Regions from separate parts of the Zea mays genome. Here region 2 is linked to region 1. A link is a contact called in public Hi-C data. All regions are on one chromosome and are shown on one strand. The core of a region is the stretch at or near the end of the contact, and the rest is flanking DNA. Distances in the headings are between cores, read along the strand shown. Region 1 holds the start of LOC100272913 (fructose-bisphosphate aldolase cytoplasmic isozyme). Region 2 holds the start of LOC100275901.

The links. Hi-C and Micro-C count contacts between places; a contact is called where the count stands out from the background.
Region 2: a contact with region 1 is called in a Hi-C map of leaf, with 8 times the contacts expected there. The contact joins the promoter of LOC100275901 here to the promoter of LOC100272913 in region 1. A contact is called at or near these places in 4 of 25 Hi-C or Micro-C datasets (leaf and an unstated tissue).

Annotation. Positions count from the first base shown.
Region 1 is chr8:169,595,824-169,600,591 of Zm-B73-REFERENCE-NAM-5.0, forward strand. It overlaps LOC100272913 (fructose-bisphosphate aldolase cytoplasmic isozyme), which reads right to left and starts at 2,113. Exons shown (of 2, transcript NM_001147365.2): 1 at 2,044-2,113; 2 at 1-1,206. The coding sequence starts at 2,071. The coding sequence ends at 167.
Region 2 is chr8:169,799,907-169,804,642 of Zm-B73-REFERENCE-NAM-5.0, forward strand. It overlaps LOC100275901, which reads right to left and starts at 2,807. Exons shown (of 2, transcript NM_001328362.1): 1 at 2,581-2,807; 2 at 1,083-1,450. The coding sequence starts at 2,685. The coding sequence ends at 1,370.

The DNA of each region.
Region 1 (4,768 bases), core at 863-3,362:
ACAACAGAGACTAGTAGTTAATATACGAATATAAAGATAACCATCATCCACATAGGAAGCATGTTTTTTTCATGTCCGAATATAAAAGCTCTAACAAGCAAACAACACTCAGCAACCTACTCGCAGGCAGGAGTTCCAAAACAACGGGATCGCAAAGAGAAGCAACTCAGTACTTGTAGTCCTTGACGTGAAGGCTCTCGGTGTCGGCGGCAGCATCACCCTTGTAGGTGCCGAGGGTAGCCTCGGAGTTGGCCTTGCACCTGGCGAGGAAGGCCGCTCTAGCCTTCTCCACGTTCTCCACCTTGCCAGCCCAGGCCTTGAGGGTGCTCGCCTGGAGGGCACGGCCGAAGGAGAAGGACAGGGCCCATGGCTTCTTGGTGCTGAGCTTGTTCATGGCATTGAGATTCAGGGTGGCCTCCTCCTCGCTCTGTCCACCGGAGAGGAAGACAACAGCAGGCACAGCAGCAGGGACGGTCCTCTGGAGGGTACGGACGGTGTACTGGGCGATCACCTCAGGTGTCACCTTCTTAGAGTCGGAGCCAGGAGTCACCATGTTGGGCTTCAGGAGGGTACCCTCCAGGAGGACATGGTGCTCGTTGAGAGCCTTGTAGCAGGCAGCAAGGACTGTCTCAGTGACGTAAGCGCAGCGATCAATGTCATGAGGGCCATCAACAAGGATCTCAGGCTCAACAATTGGCACCAGACCGTTCTCCTGGCAGATGATGGCGTAGCGAGCCAGACCCTGAGCATTCAGGTCAATGGCAAGCTGTGACGGCTCGTTGGGGCCAATCTTGAGAACAGCACGCCACTTGGCAAAGCGGGCACCGGCCTCGTAGTACTTAGCGCAGCGCTTGCCGAGGTCATCGTGGCCCTGGGTGGTGGTCTCCTTGTCGGTGCCAACAACCTCAATGGTGCCCTTGTCGACCTTGATGCCAGGGAGGACGCCTCCCTCCTTGAGGACATCGACAAAAGGCTTGCCATCCTTGGTCTTCTGGTAGAGGGTCTCCTCGAAGAGGATCACACCGCTGATGTACTGGAGGGCACCAGGGCAGCAGAACAGGAGCTCACGGAGAGCCCGCCGGTTCTCCTCCACGTTCTCGACATTGATGCTGGAAAGGCGCTTGCCAATGGTGCCAGTTGACTCATCAGCAGCAAGGATACCCTTGCCAGGGGTGCCGATGTAGGCAGCATTCTTGATGAGCTCATCTGCAAAACAACAGACACAGATTTAGAGCAAGAACAGTGGGACTTGACAATCAATAAGCATTAGCACGGTTATCTAACTAGTACAGAGGCCGTCCTAATAAATAATACAACAATCACTTTTAAAATGTTAAGTCAGGAAAATCACTACTAGTGATTGCACAGGATATGTCCTCTTTATATATAACTGGATTACCATAAACATCACTACTAAAAGGAACCACATATGACGATTCTACTAGCACGGTAGGTAAGCTTAAAAGGATTTGTAGATCTGACTATCCTAGATGCATGCATATAGCATCTATTCTAGCAGACATGACAGGAAAAATATTTAGAATCAACAAGCAGGTAACATCATTTGAAATACGCACAAAAAAACTAACAACATGATCCACCAGTGCATGCTAGCAGGAGAATTTATCTTTCGTCATGATCCAACGACGTGCCAAACGCCGTGTGCCTCAATCGGAAACAGCATAAACAGAATCATACAGCTATATGGATGGATAAAATCGAAACAAAAATAAGCGAACCCCAAATCAAATTAACCGACCAGAGGCATCACCTGCTGCTCTCTCCTAAACCCTTTTGGCAACCACCAAACCCCTAAAGTCACACACAAGTAGGCACGACCGCAAGAGCCTGTACGGATCTAAAAAAGGATCCGCAAATCCCTTGGGTCTCTCAGAGCTAGACGAATCGTTAACATACTCGTCAAACGCAGGTAGATCTGAGGGCATCAACAACGAACAACTAGTAGATCGTAGATCTACGACACACGAGGCCAAACGACATCACAAGCAGATCAGCAACGAAGGAGGAGACGATGGAACGTACCCGCGTACTTGCCGCAGTAGGCCGACATGATCGATGCTCGGCGGAGGCTTCGAGGATCGCAGGATGTGTTTTGGGGAGGAATGGTAAACAAGGCAAACGGGGAATGCGGAGGACGAGTCGAGGGTGTACTTTTTAAAGACGGGGTTCCCGGGTTTGGGCTTGGGCTTGGCCAAGGGGAAAGAAACCAGACAGAAAATGGGATCTGACCTGCGTGCGCCACCAGATCGAACCTTGTGCGGCGCGAGCGGTGCTGCCCCCGGTTTGTTGACGCGTCTCAAAATATTAGTTGTCTTGTTTTTTTAATATATATATATATGTCTATATTTAAATAGATTGTGGTAAATTTAAAAACATATACATCAAATATCATATAAATTTATTAATTTTTTAAAACGAATTTTATTTTTAAAACAGAGGAACTGCTAATATATTAATTAGTTACATGTGCATTACTATAATTTATATATATCACATGGATAGATATTTTTTAAATGAGATAGTTATTCAATTATATCTAAATTTATAGATTAGTGAGTGAGAATAATGAGGTACGTGGTGGAGTCAGACATAAAAAGATTTTTTTGCTCGCTTTTTTACGCTAGTGAGATAGGGACGATGAGTGAGAGATAATGTACTATAAATGACTAAATAGAATGTGTCTAGCGGACCAGTCTAAGGCATAACCTGTTTAATAGTGACATGGTCTATTCCGTTATGACTTAAAGTGTGCTCATGACGTGCCTAGACCGTCTTCTTAGCCTACAGTGCCAGATCGATCTGGCACGATTTTTTATTTTCTAAATTATTAGAACATATACATTAATGACATATATACTTTATCTAACATAAATCAACAAATGATGTATTGGTTAGAAGGTGGTAGTTTGTTCTTTGTGACCTGGGTTCAATCCCTAGTCACTTGTATTTTTTAGATTTTTGTAGGCATGTGGGAAGAAATTATTTTTGTCAGGTGGGAGACGACATGAAGGGAGAAATTCCCACATATAGAAGTAGAGATAGATATTAAATTTGACAGTTGCAGACAATGTAAATTGCATCGGTGACATCGCCATCGAGTCCTTTTGCGGACAAAATAAGTTTCTAGCTTAGTATATTCGATTTTGATATCTCACAAAAGTAAACTCAACTCGGGATCCAGAACGTCTTCCCCTTTCCCTCGGCTGTTCAACCACGCATCGGTGGCGGTGACGCCTCGTCTTCCACACTCTCATTTATTCCTGTCTCACTTTCTCCAAAGGCATATGGCGGCGAAAAGTCACAACAGTGGTTCGAGGGGCTTGTCAATGGGGGAAGGTGAAGGTGGCGGCGTAGGTGACAGTGGGGTACCACGGTAGCGGATGACAAGTAAGAGGCGATGGCCTGCTCGATGTCCTCTATGGCCACTTGCTCGACAAGATATCCTCTATTGCCACGCGAAAGAATACAAGGTAAAGAACACAGAGACAGGAATAGAGATGGAAAGTTAGGGGTTAATATACGACGACAACGAGAAGTTGGAAGCGCTCGTGATGATTGTATGGTTGTTTACGCACACAAGGAAGCAATAGATAAAGGCTTAATGTATCTTTGTTAGACGAGGAACAATAAGGAAGAAGCGCTCATGGTGGTTGCATGGTTGGTTACACATACTCGTGTTTTATAAGAATCTAGGTGAGGGAGATGGTGACGGAAAAAGAGATGGAAAGTTGGGGGTTAATATACGATGACAACAACGAGGTCATGGTGGTTGCATGGTTGGTTACTCAGACTGTCGCGTTATAAGAATCTAGGTGAGGGAGACTAAAAAAAGATGTAAAGTTTGGAGTTAATATATTACGACAGTAGCGAGGAGGATATCAGTACAGTGACGACAGTTGCACTCGAGCATTGTACTCACCAAACATGTCTAGTGTGAGCTTCGGATATCAATACAGTGACGACTAGTTTTCTGAAACTAGTTATTGGAAAGACATTAGATGTGTCTAGTACAAAGAGTGGGTGCGCATCGAACATGTCTAGTGCACCTCGACTATGTTGAGTGGAGGGGTAACTAATAGTTCGTTTGTTTTGGGCACCGACACTGTAGGAGAGGGTTTGTTTAGAAGCACGCTGTTTTTTTAAACCTTTTCTATATCTAGTTTCTAAAAACTGGTTTATAAAAAACAAAGTTAGATGTAGTGTTTGGGTCTCAGTTTTCTAGTTTTTTATACATAATTACTAGCTTGTCATTGCTCTATTTTAAGGAGTGACAATAGATATATAAATAAATTGCCGGGCCGGGTTCGTTTGGCCCATCGTGCCACCAACCCCCGGTTCCCCAGTGGTCCGCCGGCGATCGAGCCGCCCCACGCGTGACGCGCCGTCGCAATCCACCACGGTCCAATGCCGCCCGCTGCGGTGCGGTGCGGTGCGGATCCCCCCGCGCGTGCGTGCCACCTGCCGCGCCGCAGACCCCGCAGCAGGTCCACCCATGTACAGTACTGTACGGCGGTAACGCCTCCCGAGTCCCGACGGGCCCGGTTTTGTCGCCGGTGGCACGAAAGGCGAGGAGGGTGGCGCGCGTCGTCGCGGCTTCGAGAGTCCGCATTGCGGATGGAGCGCGACGCGAGGCGATACGGGATAGCGGCGCACCAAAACCGTCTGTCGCAAGTGGTTTCCGGAGGCGTCCGTCCCCGTCCACGGTTCCACCACACGTCCACAGACCTAAACCTGGCGCTGGCGAGCC
Region 2 (4,736 bases), core at 1,557-4,056, 200 kb after region 1:
GCTAATAATAGTATACAAATGTATTTTATATAAAAACAAAATAACTTAATTGATATATGTCTAAATTACTATTATTAGAAAGGAATTCAATTTCAGTGATTCAAACGGGGCGTTAGACGGATCGAATTCAAATATAGACAAAATATTATTCGTATCAGTTACATCCATACTTGTCCAGACTTGGGCTCGTGCGCATGCGGTCACCTTGACTCGATTTAACTCGTTTCAATTCTTTTACAGGCTGATCTAGTATCTTAGCTCGATTTATTAACACGACAAATTAAGTGAGCTTGAGCTCGAACGAGGTATCATTTATCAGCAAACTGACTTGTGAAAATATTCCAAGGGATTATGTTTTGGAGGACAAGTGGTTGCTGCTAGCCTGATTGGTGGCTACATTTTCGGGTTTTATGGTTAGTGTTTGAAATTATATATATTACTGCTACATTGCATTGTATTTTATATAGGCATGAATTGATGAACATTTTACGTGTATGTGCATGTGGCTTATGGTATCTTCCAGGACTCTTGGCACCCTGATAAAATGATCAATCCAAAACGACTTTTTTTTGGTTCAGATCATGGTTTCGTATCCAACTTGCTTTTATAGGTAAATATTTGATGAACTCTGATTTCGTTAAGCATCGAGATCAGGCTACATGAAATTTAATTTAGTGGTAGAAGTTGCCAGACGTCATATTAACAAGGCCATCAGCAAACGAACAAGCAAATTGGCTGTGTCACTGAAAATACTGCAGCCAAACAAACAGATGAAAGCTGCATTGAATCATCGGAAACCCCGTGCGAAATAAAAGGATTTTTTTCCAAAGAAAATAAAGATACTGCTGCATAAGACAATGATCAAAACTACACCGGTGCAGAAATAGCATTACATATATTAACTTAGAATGGCACAACAGAAAAGTGACTGACATGTTGGATATGTATACTTAGAACATGAGCAATATAACACGAGCCAACTTAAACAGCACCAAGCATTCTGCTCCTCCGACAGAGGTTTCTTCAAGTGAACAATGAAATCTCAGTACAAAACAACACCTTATAACCAGACTCATAAACAATTTTTTTTTAGAGTTGACTTGTGTTGTTCCGTAATAAGAACAAAAACAGCAGCAAATTCCTCTGTTCCAATCAAGCTGGGGCAGCCTCTTTCAGTTCGGCTAAGTTACATCAATTCAACATAAGCATACTGCAAACTGCATACCCACTTGCATTCAACAATGCTATAGCATGTCTCGCTTTATTGGAGGTGCTGAGCATGAGCATACATCAGTCAAGATATTGCATGGAAAATACAGCAGAGGAAATACGATAAAGGAACTGCCTGAAACCATTGGACAAATGACAATCATGATTCATTCTCTTTAGCTTGGGCCAGTAACTCTGCCTGCATTCTCTTTATCTCCAGCTCCCTTTCCATCCTTTCTTTCTGAAAGAATAGAACCACTATCAGCAGCTTCCATAAAAAAACATCCCTAGGTATAATAAACTATAGACGCTGACAGTGCATGTATTTGCACAAATAGACCATGGTGGTTTTGGTGGCCAGGTGTGTTTTGTGTGATGAACTGAGGATGGTGTTCTTGGTTGGAACAGAGCATACAACAAGTGATTCTGTCTGTGTTTAAGTCTAGCACAGCGGAGGTACATAATGCTCCCATGTCTTAGCACCATCTTCGAAGAACAGGGATCCAAAAAAGACTGAACATACTACAGAAATAAAAGCTCTGAATGAACCTTTGGGGTACAATGGGGACCAAAATGCAATCATAGTATCGTACTATCGTAGTGTAATGTTGTGAACACAGACAGTTATTATCACAAATGATGTGTTTTCAAACAGGTTACAAGTTTCCCTGGCAATGTACCTCTCAATCTAAATGGCTTTCGAACTGCAGACCAGGCACTCAGGATTCAGAACAAACCATAATCTTACAACCCGTACGGCCGTACATCATGGGGCAGCTGATGCAATTAAGATTAACTTCCAATTCACATTTTATTGGAGCCATGGAACACTAGAACTATTTTGATACATGTAGACCTGACTGATAACAGAAGCAACACTACAACTACAGCTGCAAAAATTGGGTGCCATAGTTGCAAATTCATTGTATCAAAGCCCTCAACGGTGACATATGCTGTTTCTTTCCTGCAGTATAGTAGTGTACCCATTCTATTGTTTGAAATTTCCATTGTCTTTCATTTGCAGGTTCTTTTATTACACACTAATAGTCTAATGTTCTGGTGCTTAAATTACCACTAGTGTTTTTTGGGAAGATGTAACCTCGGGATTCGTTTTATCACACTCAGCAGTTATAGCATAAGTTCTTTACCGAATCTACAGTACCTTAGGTCAAGTCGGATCCAACAATGTATTCAATGATTCATGTGGTTCGAGCAACTGCTAATCAAATGGCATAGACAAACCAGATCTAACAATCTAAGGTGATAATGGAACCTACAAGCTACACCCGCATAGTAACAAGGAACCGATTTGAATTCACAAGGAGGGAGAAGGGAAGAGATCGCGCCACAGATGCGGCACCCGCAAAGTACCTTCTCGTCCTGGTGAAGGGCGATCCAGACGTGGACCCTGTCCATGGACTGCCAGAAGAGGAACGCCCCGAAGGTCATCGCGAAGTAGGTCGCCACCCGCACCATCTTCTTCCCCTTCTCCGATCTCTCTGGCTGCGCCCCTCTCTCCGGCTCTCTCCTCTCCGCCGCGGATTTGGGGATTTTGCGGTGGCTGAGGCGTCTTCTGGACACGGGCCGGGATTCTCTTTTGGCCTCAGAGGAGTTATCTGGGCTGGACCTTCGTTCCCTTTAGTCTAAATCAGCTGACCATACATTTTTTAATATTAATAATTACCATAAGGCTCCGTTTATTTATTTAGAATTAAATTCTATTCTAATTATTATAATTTAAACAAACTAATTAAATTATATATAATATATTTGTATGTTATCTTAAATCATATATGAAATATAGTTACACACTATATTTATACTATAGAAAAACAACTAGAAAAGTGTTCTATAAGTTATACATTAAAAAAGTAGCATGTAAATTTATAAAAATCAATTTTCATCTCTCACTCTATAAATATGAGTCTTATATATAAAATTTGGAAAGTTGTAGAATGTTATATTCTAAAATAAAAAAATAGACTAATTTATTAGTTAGATTCTAATTTCTTAAAACGAAGGAAAACAAACGGGACCTTAGATGAATGATATAATATATTTCCACAAATGTACTTATTTATATAGAGAATACTGATAATAATTTTTATACACCTAGAAAGTGTGGCAGCCTGCATATTGACATTTATAGGCAATACAAGACATAATCAAGAAAACCAAAATGCGATGAAAATTGTGCTGGAGCACTCACATTGCCATATCAATGGTTGAACCTTTTGCCTCCCTTCATCTTCTTTGTGACTCTTCCACAGTAGACTGAGCAAGTGCAGATAAAGTTCAGAACTCAGTCTGCAGGATCACCAGTACAGTATTGATGTAAACAGAGGCCAAAATGGATTGCACCCCAGTTTGGGTTCTTGCAACCAGAGAGTAAAATACTGATTCCTGAAGCTGGCTTTGGGCATTAGAATTTCAGAATCTGAATTGAAACTCTGATTAGTTACGAGTGTATTCTTTGAAGCACACGCGTGAGAAGCATGCATCTTTGTATTAAATACAGTAGTAAAGCAGAAACAAGTGTCCTGGAGGCTGCGAGCGCGTAGAAGGAACGGCGCAGTGGTTGTGGGATGGGACATGGGAGGGCCGCGGCGGCATTGCCTGGACTGGAGGGCGAGCTGCCCTGGGGCAAGAAGGAGCAAGCGCAGGGAAGACCAGTTTGCTCGTAATGGTGGGGGATCAGGTGGATCCATTCGTGAGAGCCTGGCCTGTGCAATGCTCTACCAATGCACCCCAAGGTTCAATGGCTTCATCACTGGCTGCGTTGACGTCTGCAGGGAGCCAGGGACTGAGGGACAACAGCCTCCAGGTCCAGGAAGGTGATGATACCAACCAGTTCCAACTCATCGGTAACTCTGAACTCTCCTTCCAACTCCAAGTGCGCGTGCCCAATACGCAGTAGGCATGGCTACCCAGAATCTTCACCTTATCAATTGTACTGTCCCATCTGTATGTAGACTTCTATTAATAATAGTATGGTTTCCTCACAAGGTCGAACAGAAACGGCCCAATACCTTTTTAACTTCTGGGCTAGTCCTAGTCCGTGGCGACTGGCGAAATGCAAAATGCTGAGCGAGCCCGTTGCGCTGACACTGCCAGCAATCGCTTCGCGTACAATTTTTTTTTCCAGCAGCCTGCCTGACAGCCTGAGAATTCAGACAACTCCCACAGCGGCAGTATCTCCTCCGCCGGGCAGCTTTTCTAGCGTCAGCCAATGGTTTTCTCCGCGGAATTTTCTGAGAACTAGATCACATCACCAGGACCTCCGTCCGTGCAACAATCAGGATTATGTCGCGTCAAAGCAGAGAGGTGTGTCAGTCAGGTTGCCTCGGCGGCCAATGCCCATCGCAGCACTAGCGCCCCACGCCAAAAGGGCCGAGTCTGTTTTTCCATTGGCAGGGCACCACGAGTGAAAAACCGAGCGGCGGCAATCTTCGGCCAGGTTTCATTCCCGCGAGTGCTGTAGAAAAGAGAGAGATAGAGAGAGAGAGAGAGAGAGAGAGAGAGAGAGA